2 separate regions of the Rattus norvegicus genome follow, and region 2 is linked to region 1. A link is a contact called in public Hi-C data. All regions are on one chromosome and are shown on one strand. The core of a region is the stretch at or near the end of the contact, and the rest is flanking DNA. Distances in the headings are between cores, read along the strand shown. Region 1 holds the start of Cgref1 (cell growth regulator with EF hand domain 1). Region 2 overlaps Dpysl5 (dihydropyrimidinase-like 5).

Region 1 (4,215 bases), core at 1,467-3,966:
ATTCTGGCCCTCCCCATGTGAATCAATCACTGTCCTCTGTCCTGTGAGTGCCCTACACAGGTAAGTAGTGTGTGTAGTGGACATGACCAAGAACCAGCGTCATGAGATTACAGAAAATAGTAGGCGTATGGTGAATTCCTTCACACACACACACACACACACACACACACACACACACACACACCCACCTCTTGTCCTAGCCTGAGGTACTGTCTTTATACCCACATCATATAAGTATCCCTTTCATAGAACTCCATCGCTTCAGAAACAGTTTTTAATTATTTTCTTTATTGTGGAGTTTATGTGTGCTTAAGTATAGGCCAGTGTGTGCCAGGGTGCATCTGTGGAGGTCAGAGGACAACCCTTGGGAATTGGCTCTCTCCTGCCACCTTGTGGGACATCAGGTTTGAACTCAGTTCCCCAAGCTTGCTTGCAAGTTCCTCAACCCATTTTGCTGGTTCTTTCAAAATCTTTTTTTTTTTTTTTAAATAGGGATCAGAAAGATAGCTCAGGGGGTTGGGGATTTAGCTCAGTGGTAGAGCGCTTGCCTAGGAAGCGCAAGGCCCTGGGTTCGGTCCCCAGCTCCAAAAAAAAAAAAAAAAAAAAAAAAAGATAGCTCAGCTGTTAAGCACACTGGTTCAGTTCCTAGGACCCATGTGTTAGCTAACCACCATCTGTAACTCCAGTTCCAGAGGACCCGAGACCCTCTTTTGTCCTCTTATGTCCTTTGAGGGCACTGCATACAAGTGATACACAAACACACAAAACAGATACAGGTCAAACACACACACACACACACACACACACACACACACACACACACACCAATAAAGGCGATGGCGTACGCCTTTACTCCCAATACTTGGACAGCAGAGACAGGTGGATCTCTTGAGTTCCAAGCCAGCTTGGCCTACAAAACAAGTTCCAGAACATCGAGGACTGCAGAGAGACCCTGCTTCAACTAATTATTTGATTAGCTAATTAATTAATCAATTAAAAATCCCACAGGGTCTCACATATCCCAGGCTGGCCTCCAACTCATCATGTAGTTTAGGATAACCTTGAACTCTCGACCCAAGTATTAGAATTACAGGGGTGCACCACCCTCACACCCAGCAACTCCAAGACCTTGGGTGGCTCTTTGTTTTTCTCATCGTCACCCACCCAGGTCTTCACCCATGCCTGCAGGAATGGCGTCATCTCTGTCTGGTGTCATCTCTGTTTCGCCCTCCAGTGCTCCAGCACAGCCTACACTGCTTCGAATGGCAGCTCACTGGGTGTTCTTTTATCTTTTCAGCGTTTTTGTCCAAACCTGTTTCACCTTCAAGGTGGACCTTCCTGATAACCTTAGCATTCGGTTGCAGACTATACCTCAAAATTCAAAAGCTTTGCCCGGGGGCTTGGAGTCTAATGTTTTCTCGATGCTTCCAGCCGTTGTCTATGAGAATCAAGCCAAACTTCCACGGGATGTGCATAATAGGACTTAGCCGTACTAACACCGTGTCAAGTTGTAAGAGCTTTTGTAAGTAACAGAAAGAGGGTGGTCATTGAACAACTGCTTGTAAAATAAAAAACAGTCCTAGCCATTTCCATAATTATAACATGCACAAACATAGCTATCCTATTACATGCCTGAAAACCACTGTACCTGCTAGTTAACAGTTGTGATATAATTCAGGGAAGTTATTCAAGTCACACACACACACACACCCCACAGTGACCTTCTGCCTTTGATTTCTTTAAGCCTTTGCCCTAGCTCACAGGAGGAGACTTTGGCCTTGAGGTTGGACCTTTGGTCAGCCCCTGCCTCTGCACTGTTTGGTGGTCCAGGCCGGTGTCTTAAACTGTCTTGGCCCTAGTTAGGGTCTTCAATTTTAAGATGAGGATGTTTCCTAGGACTTAGGGAGGGTACCATGAGATAATCTAGGTTAAGCTAGGGCCAGCAGATTCTTCACGATGTGGCAGGGGTCTTTGGAGGCTTATCTCAAACGGCTTCTCATTCCACAGAGACATTTCTTTTGCAGCGACCCTGACAAACAGTCACGACGCCTCCCCTGAATCTTTCCAGGGCAGGAGCTGGTACCATGAAGGGCATCCATTTCATTTCTAAACAAGTGGAGAAGTTACTGAATCTAATCATCTCCCTTGATTTAGCCCTTTAGTGTCCGGGTCTAGGAAGGGGAGTCTTAAATGACTGCAGCTATACAGTCAAAGAGGCGTGCACCTGAGCTAGCCGGGGGACCAGCCATCTACAGTTGGATGACAACGGACAGTGTCCTTCAATCATCTTCATCTACTGAATGAGGTGGAACCCCGACTCGAAACACCGCCGGCCAGGACTCATGGACTACTATCAAACCCAGGGGCCTCAGAAAGGCTTTCTGCCTTTCCTCTATCTGCTCTCAGGGATGACCTCTTCCCCAATGGTCCTAAGAGGCCAGGGCCACCTCCCCAGCCCAGTTCAAGCCGCAGGGGATGCGGAGGACTGCGCTCTCTGCATCCTGACGGCCAGCAGAAGGTCTCCACCCTCACCCCCAAGGTACAGGATGCCCCCGCCGCCCTCTGGGCCCTGGTCCCTGCCGGAGTCCGACCCACCTGCTGCGGCGGCGCTGTGCGCGTCTGGGGCTCCGGCTTCGTGCGCGTTATAGGCACCGCGCCGCCCTCGCCCGGCTGCCGGCAGCCAGCCCTCCCCCGGGCCGCTCCACGTGGCCATTCCACGTCGCCCTCCCGGCTGCAGCCGCCGCCCAGGCCCGGGCAGAGTCCGGAGCGAGCGACAGCCACAGGAGGGCCACCGCCCCGCCTTGCCCAGACCTGTCCCGCAGCGCCTCCACCTGGCCTTGTTCCATGTGGGTCTGAGGGAAGATGGATGGGGTCCTCAGTGGGTGTCACTGTGACTCAGATGAAGGCAGACTGGTTTGTGGTTTTGACTGTGACAAGCTGGAGAGGCGGAGTATGCGTGTATGACAGACTGGGAAGGATTTGTGAGTGTGGGCGACTAGTGAAGCATGTATACGGGGCATGTATTCAAGACGGAGTCAGAGTAGTGAGCCCAGTTTGTGTACAAGGCAGAGTGCACAGACATGTATTGAGGAGGCAGGGGTGTTGTGTGAGAGAGACAGAAATAGATAAAACTAGACAGAGGTGGGGTTGCTGTTCATTAAAAAAAATGCCTTTGATTATGCTGTGTGGGTGTCACTGGCTTTATCTGAGAAACTCTTTCGTGACTAAATAGAATGACTTACAGTTTGTACGGGTGATTGTGGCCCTCACTGGGAAGAGCAGTGTGGCCCAAACCTGGCCGATTACCTAGGAGTGCGACAGTATCGAGTGTTAACAGGTTACAGGTATGCCGGCACCAGAACAAAGTCCTCTCAAGTTGTTAGAGCTGAGATTCCAGGGACGGTATCAGTGTCACTGGGACCATACCCAGTAGGAACGGGAGGCTCCAGGTGAGGGGAGAGGTATGTAGAGCCGTGTGCGGAAAGAAACCATGGCCATAGGAACAGAAGTTTTCCAGCCTGGATGCTGCAGCTTTCTGGCCATCAAAACGAGTGTCACACACCTTTTATTCCAGTGGCGAGTCCCTCTTCCCAAGCTCTCTGGGCTACCTCCTCATCCACTAGCCTGGGGATTTTTTTTTTGTTTTTGTTTTTGTTTTTGTTTTAGTAACTTCATGCCTCGGAACCCTCAGTCAGCAGCCATGACAGCCACAAGTCCCTCAGACTGGCCTTCGTTTGTGTGTGTGTTGGGGGAGCACTATTGCCGCCATGGTTGTCTTGGCTCAGTGCCTACCATTTTCCGCCGTGCTCCTCCTCCTGTCTGGTCGGTTGGTCTCAGTTTTCTGGTGTTCCTTGAGATCCCCTTCCCACTCTCTGTTTGCCCATGTGTCCGTCCGTCTGTTCATTAACCTCCATCAGTATCTGTCAGGGGCTCAGATGCAGATCGTTTGCTCTTTTTGCTCTCTTGCCCTTCTGTTCTCTCCACCATGTAAGGACACACGAGTAGCATCATCTGTGAAGGACAAGCCATGACCAGATGCTGTGAGCACCTGCTCCTGGACTTTTCATATTCCAAATCTGTGAGCAATAAATTCTTATTGCTTGTAGGTTGTCCAATGTAGGGCCAGAGAGATGGGCTTAGTGGTTGGGAGAGCATAGTGTGCTCTTACAGAGAATCCAAGTTTGGATCCCAGCACCCATGTCAACTGCCTCACAC
Region 2 (3,961 bases), core at 1,273-3,772, 140 kb before region 1:
TAGCACCAGGCCTGCCTTAAAATAGGCAGACAGCATTCTCTGGCCTCCACATGCACATTAAGGGAATGGTGAGAGAGGAGAAAGAGCATAGCCACAGAGGTTTAACTCAGCCCCTGGGCCCCTGGTGTCTGGGACCTGTTAGTCCAGGAAGCATCGCCCTGATTGACCCCTCCCTGCTTCCTTCCTACAGGTTCTCAGATTGATGACCATGTTCCAAAGCGGGCCTCAGCTCGGATCCTTGCGCCCCCTGGAGGCAGGTCGAGCGGTATTTGGTAAAGGCTCTGACCAGGCCCCCCAACAAGTGAGGCTGCTCCACCACCACCTGCCTGCACACTTTCCGGCCACAGCTGCAGTGGGTGGGAGAGGTTGGCCTGGGCAGTGCACACCAGTAAGGGCTCCAGGAACCAGGGAGCCCTCCCCTTGTCTGAACATGATTCACGGGGCTTTGATCCACCCCTAACAAGGCACTTTGAGCTGTCCCTCCTGCCCTGCCCCTTCCTTCCTTGGCCCTGGGGTTTCTCTGGGCCCCAGAAGCCCACACTATGCACAGCACCCAATGCATAGCACCTGGCCCTACCCCTCCTCTCACCGTGACCTCCTGTGCTGGCTCTGGGAAGGCCCAGACTTTAGTGCTCTGCCCTGCTGCCCAACCAGACAGGTGTCCAGAGCACTTTAGCAAATGTTTTATAAGTATAGGCCTTCCCTCTTCACCCCCTAGACCCCATGGTGACATTTTCCCAAGTCAGACAGGTGTCAACTCCCCAGTCATGCCCAAGGTGTCCCATCTCTCCTGATTCACCCCAGCTATACCCACAAGGGTACAGTCAGGACGCCCTGGATGTGGCTGTGCTTGGGACACCCTGTGTCCTTTGCTAGCCTCTTTCATTCCCTGCCCACACCCTCTGGGAGTCCCAGAAGGGTAGCTGGGTGGGCATATGCGGCTGGTGCCAGGCGCGTGTAAATGGTTTTGTTTTGCACGTTTGGTTTACGCAGTGGTTTGGTTTGACTTGTTTGTGCACCCTGTGGAAAATGACGGTGCTTTGTGTCACTAGCATAGCATAGAATCGGGAATAGATTCGGTTTGTAGGAGATGCTGCACTCGCCACCAACCAGACAGTACAGGGCAGAGGCAGGGGCAGGCTGGCCCCCCGGCCCCTTCCCCCCAACCCTTTTGCTTCCAGAAGCCCTGTACCATGTCTCCCCGATCCCACACCTCCTACCACCCCCTTCTACATCCCTACATTCAAACGATCCTGGATGCTGACCCTAGAAACCTTAAGGCAGCATCTCTGCTCCTGGTTACTACTCCCAGGATTGACTCCATACCCACACCCTCATACCCCAACATAGTTTCCTTTAACTTGCCTCTGCTGGGCAAGGCCTAGCTGCTCCTCCTGTGAGACTAGTAAGAGGCCTCATAACTGCTGAGAAAGGGAGAGTAGGAGAGAGTTGGCTAGCCAACCGCCAGGGAAGGGGCTTCAACCCACAAGGCCTAGCTGTAGAATCCACCCCTCTGCACAAGTGCTGTGGGATCCTGCACTCAGCACTACTCTCTTGTTGACTACTGGTTGGCCCTGCCCTGTCTCAGAAGCTCTTCGGAGGCTCTCAGAGGTGGCTACACAGTCTGGGAAGTGGCTCAGCTGTCTGCCTTTGATAAGCCTCACCCCTGCCCCTTTGGCAAATGATTTCACTTTTGTTTGAGCTCCACAAACTTCCCAGAGGCCCCAGAGAGTTTGTCAGTCACCCCTGCACGTTTTTGTCCCGCTTCGAGTACATCAAAGCACTTGCCTGTGTCAGCTGTCACAGAGTAGGCTTGACAGGTAAACTCTGAGGAGCTTCCGAGGTAGGGTGGGGCTTACCACTCTCCCACATATCACAGATTAAAAACTGAGGCCCCAAGAGTTTAGGCCCCAGAAGTGTCTGTGACTGCTCTTATGGCCTTGACTGTCTAACCTAGCTATGGGAAACAGTTGTGGATTGATGTCAGGCCCACCAGATAGAATACTTTCTTCCTGGGGCACGTTCTGCCTTGCTTTGCACAAGTCAATTTTATCTTTGTCGTGAACTGGCTTCTGTAGTCTCTTGGTTTGAGCCTGGACTAGAAAAGTGTTGGGAACTTGTGTGCAGTTTTAGTTGCGCCCAGTGTCCTCACTTAGGAGCTGAAGGGACAAATAACCCAGAGACTGAGGTAGCCCCAGGTAATGACCCTGGAGGGTGATGACCCTTCACAGGTAACATAAGCAGTGACATTGACCCCTGGTTCAGTTTCTATCCCTCTCCTTCTCTCCCACTCTCTTCTCATTCTCCTCTTCCTCCTTCTTTTTCTTCTTCTTGAGACAAAGCCTTGCCTAGGTAGCCTGGCCTTGAACTCACAGAATGCCTGCCTTTGTTTCCCCAAATACTGGAATTATACACGTAAGCTACCACTCCTAGCTGTACGTCATCTTTGTCTGTTTCTGCCCTTGCTGGGTCATGGGCCTTGGGCAGATGCCAAAGATCCAAAGGGTGGTAGAGCCAGCTAGGCAGGCCACCTGGCATGGGCCAGGAGTGCTTTACCCTCTCTGAGTGCCTCCGCCTGAGAAGTGTATGACCTGAAATGGTAGGAGAGTACATGTTCAAGGGGCCACTGTGGGCCTTCTACTTCATCCACCCCGCCCTTCTACAGTCCCAAGGCCACCCTTACATAGACTGTGCTCACCCAGGAGCTTCTAGATAGGAGGCTTAAAGAGCCAAACAAACCATCATCCCCCCAGTGTCCACTCCCTGCCCCATGCAGAGCTCCAGCCACAGGTCCAGTGGCTGCTGGCTGGAGCGAAAGCGGTCTCTGGTTGCACCGAATGCAGCTCTCAAACTGGCCTTGTACTTGCTGAATAAACACTGTTGTTCTCGCCTTAGCTGCTCTTAGGTTTGTGGGGTTAACTTACCAGAAAATTGTGCTACTGTGTGTGCGTGTGTGTGTGTGCGCGTGTGTGTGTAGTGCTAGGAGTCCACAGTAGGTCGCTTGTCAAGCCAATGCCGTGATGAGGGCATCTCTTATATTGACCCAGAAACCACAGAACCACAAGGAAGCCAAACCCCCTCCAGCTGCTGAGGTGGCAGGCACAGTCTGGGGTCAGAATGGAGCTGCCAGCACCCCAGCACCCAAGTGACCCTCCCCCCTCTCTGTAAATGTCATGGTGCTAAGGTTGTATCAATCCTGAGACGACACATGGCCCTGTGCTTTGGCCACCGTTTGAGGCAAAACAAAACAGCCCAACACGTTGTGTTCTGGTGCAGGTTTGTATTAAACTGTAGCTACTTCTCACTCCGCTTCTGTTGTGTTTTTTCAAGAAGAGGTAGCCTGGCAGAAAGCTTCCCTGGCAGCAATTATGTGACGCTTCCGTTGCTAGGAGAATGGCGTTGATCCATCCCTCTGATCCAGTGGCAGCTTACTGGGAGGTCTGGGCAAGGTCTGGAGATACAAAAATAAAAAGTTTAAAAATAAACATTTGTGTTAAGGGTCATCCCTCTCCCGAAAGCCCAGGATTTCTGACAGTGGAAAAGAAAATTTTCAGCCAGATTTCTTGGGAGAGTAGACGTGTTATCTGAAATAGGAAAAACCAGAGGAGGCATTAGAAACAAAAAAAGAAGGATCTAGACCCCTCTGTCTTAGGGTTTCATTGCTGTGAAGAGACACCATGACCAAGGCAAGTCTATAAAGGCAAACATTTAATTCAGGGCTGGCTAACAGGTTTGGGGGTTCAGTCCAATATCGTGGTCAGAAGCATGGCAGCGTCCAGGCAGACATGGTGCTGGAGAAGGATCTGAGGGTTTTTTTTTTGTTTGTTTGTTTTGTTTTGTTTTGTTTTGTTTTTTTGATGTATTTATTTATTACATACACAGTGTTCTGTCTGCACGCCAGAGGTAGTGAGCCACCATGTGGTTACTGGGAATTAAACTCAGGACCTCTGGAAGCGCAGTC

The links. A called contact is a pair of places that touch in the nucleus more often than the background predicts.
Region 2: a contact with region 1 is called in a Hi-C map of hepatocytes, with 2.5 times the contacts expected there. The contact joins the enhancer-like site here to the promoter of Cgref1 in region 1. A contact is called at or near these places in 2 of 12 Hi-C or Micro-C datasets (hepatocytes and kidney).

The regions. Positions count from the first base shown.
Region 1 is chr6:31,150,296-31,154,510 of GRCr8, reverse strand. It overlaps Cgref1 (cell growth regulator with EF hand domain 1), which reads right to left and starts at 2,716. Exons shown (of 6, transcript NM_139087.2): 1 at 2,596-2,716. The coding sequence starts at 2,713.
Region 2 is chr6:31,294,377-31,298,337 of GRCr8, reverse strand. It overlaps Dpysl5 (dihydropyrimidinase-like 5), which reads left to right. Exons shown (of 13, transcript NM_023023.1): 13 at 191-3,303. The coding sequence ends at 276. LOC108351187 (a long non-coding RNA gene) reads right to left here. Exons shown (of 2, transcript XR_001838298.3): 2 at 3,266-3,451. It also overlaps the pseudogene LOC108351186. Among named protein-coding and RNA genes, the nearest start is that of Mapre3, 51 kb to the right of the region's middle. Within about 2 kb of position 2,522, at least 4 of the 93 cell types and tissues checked have an H3K27ac peak or open chromatin away from gene starts, as enhancers often do. A contact at or near this core is called in hepatocytes, where this site is marked.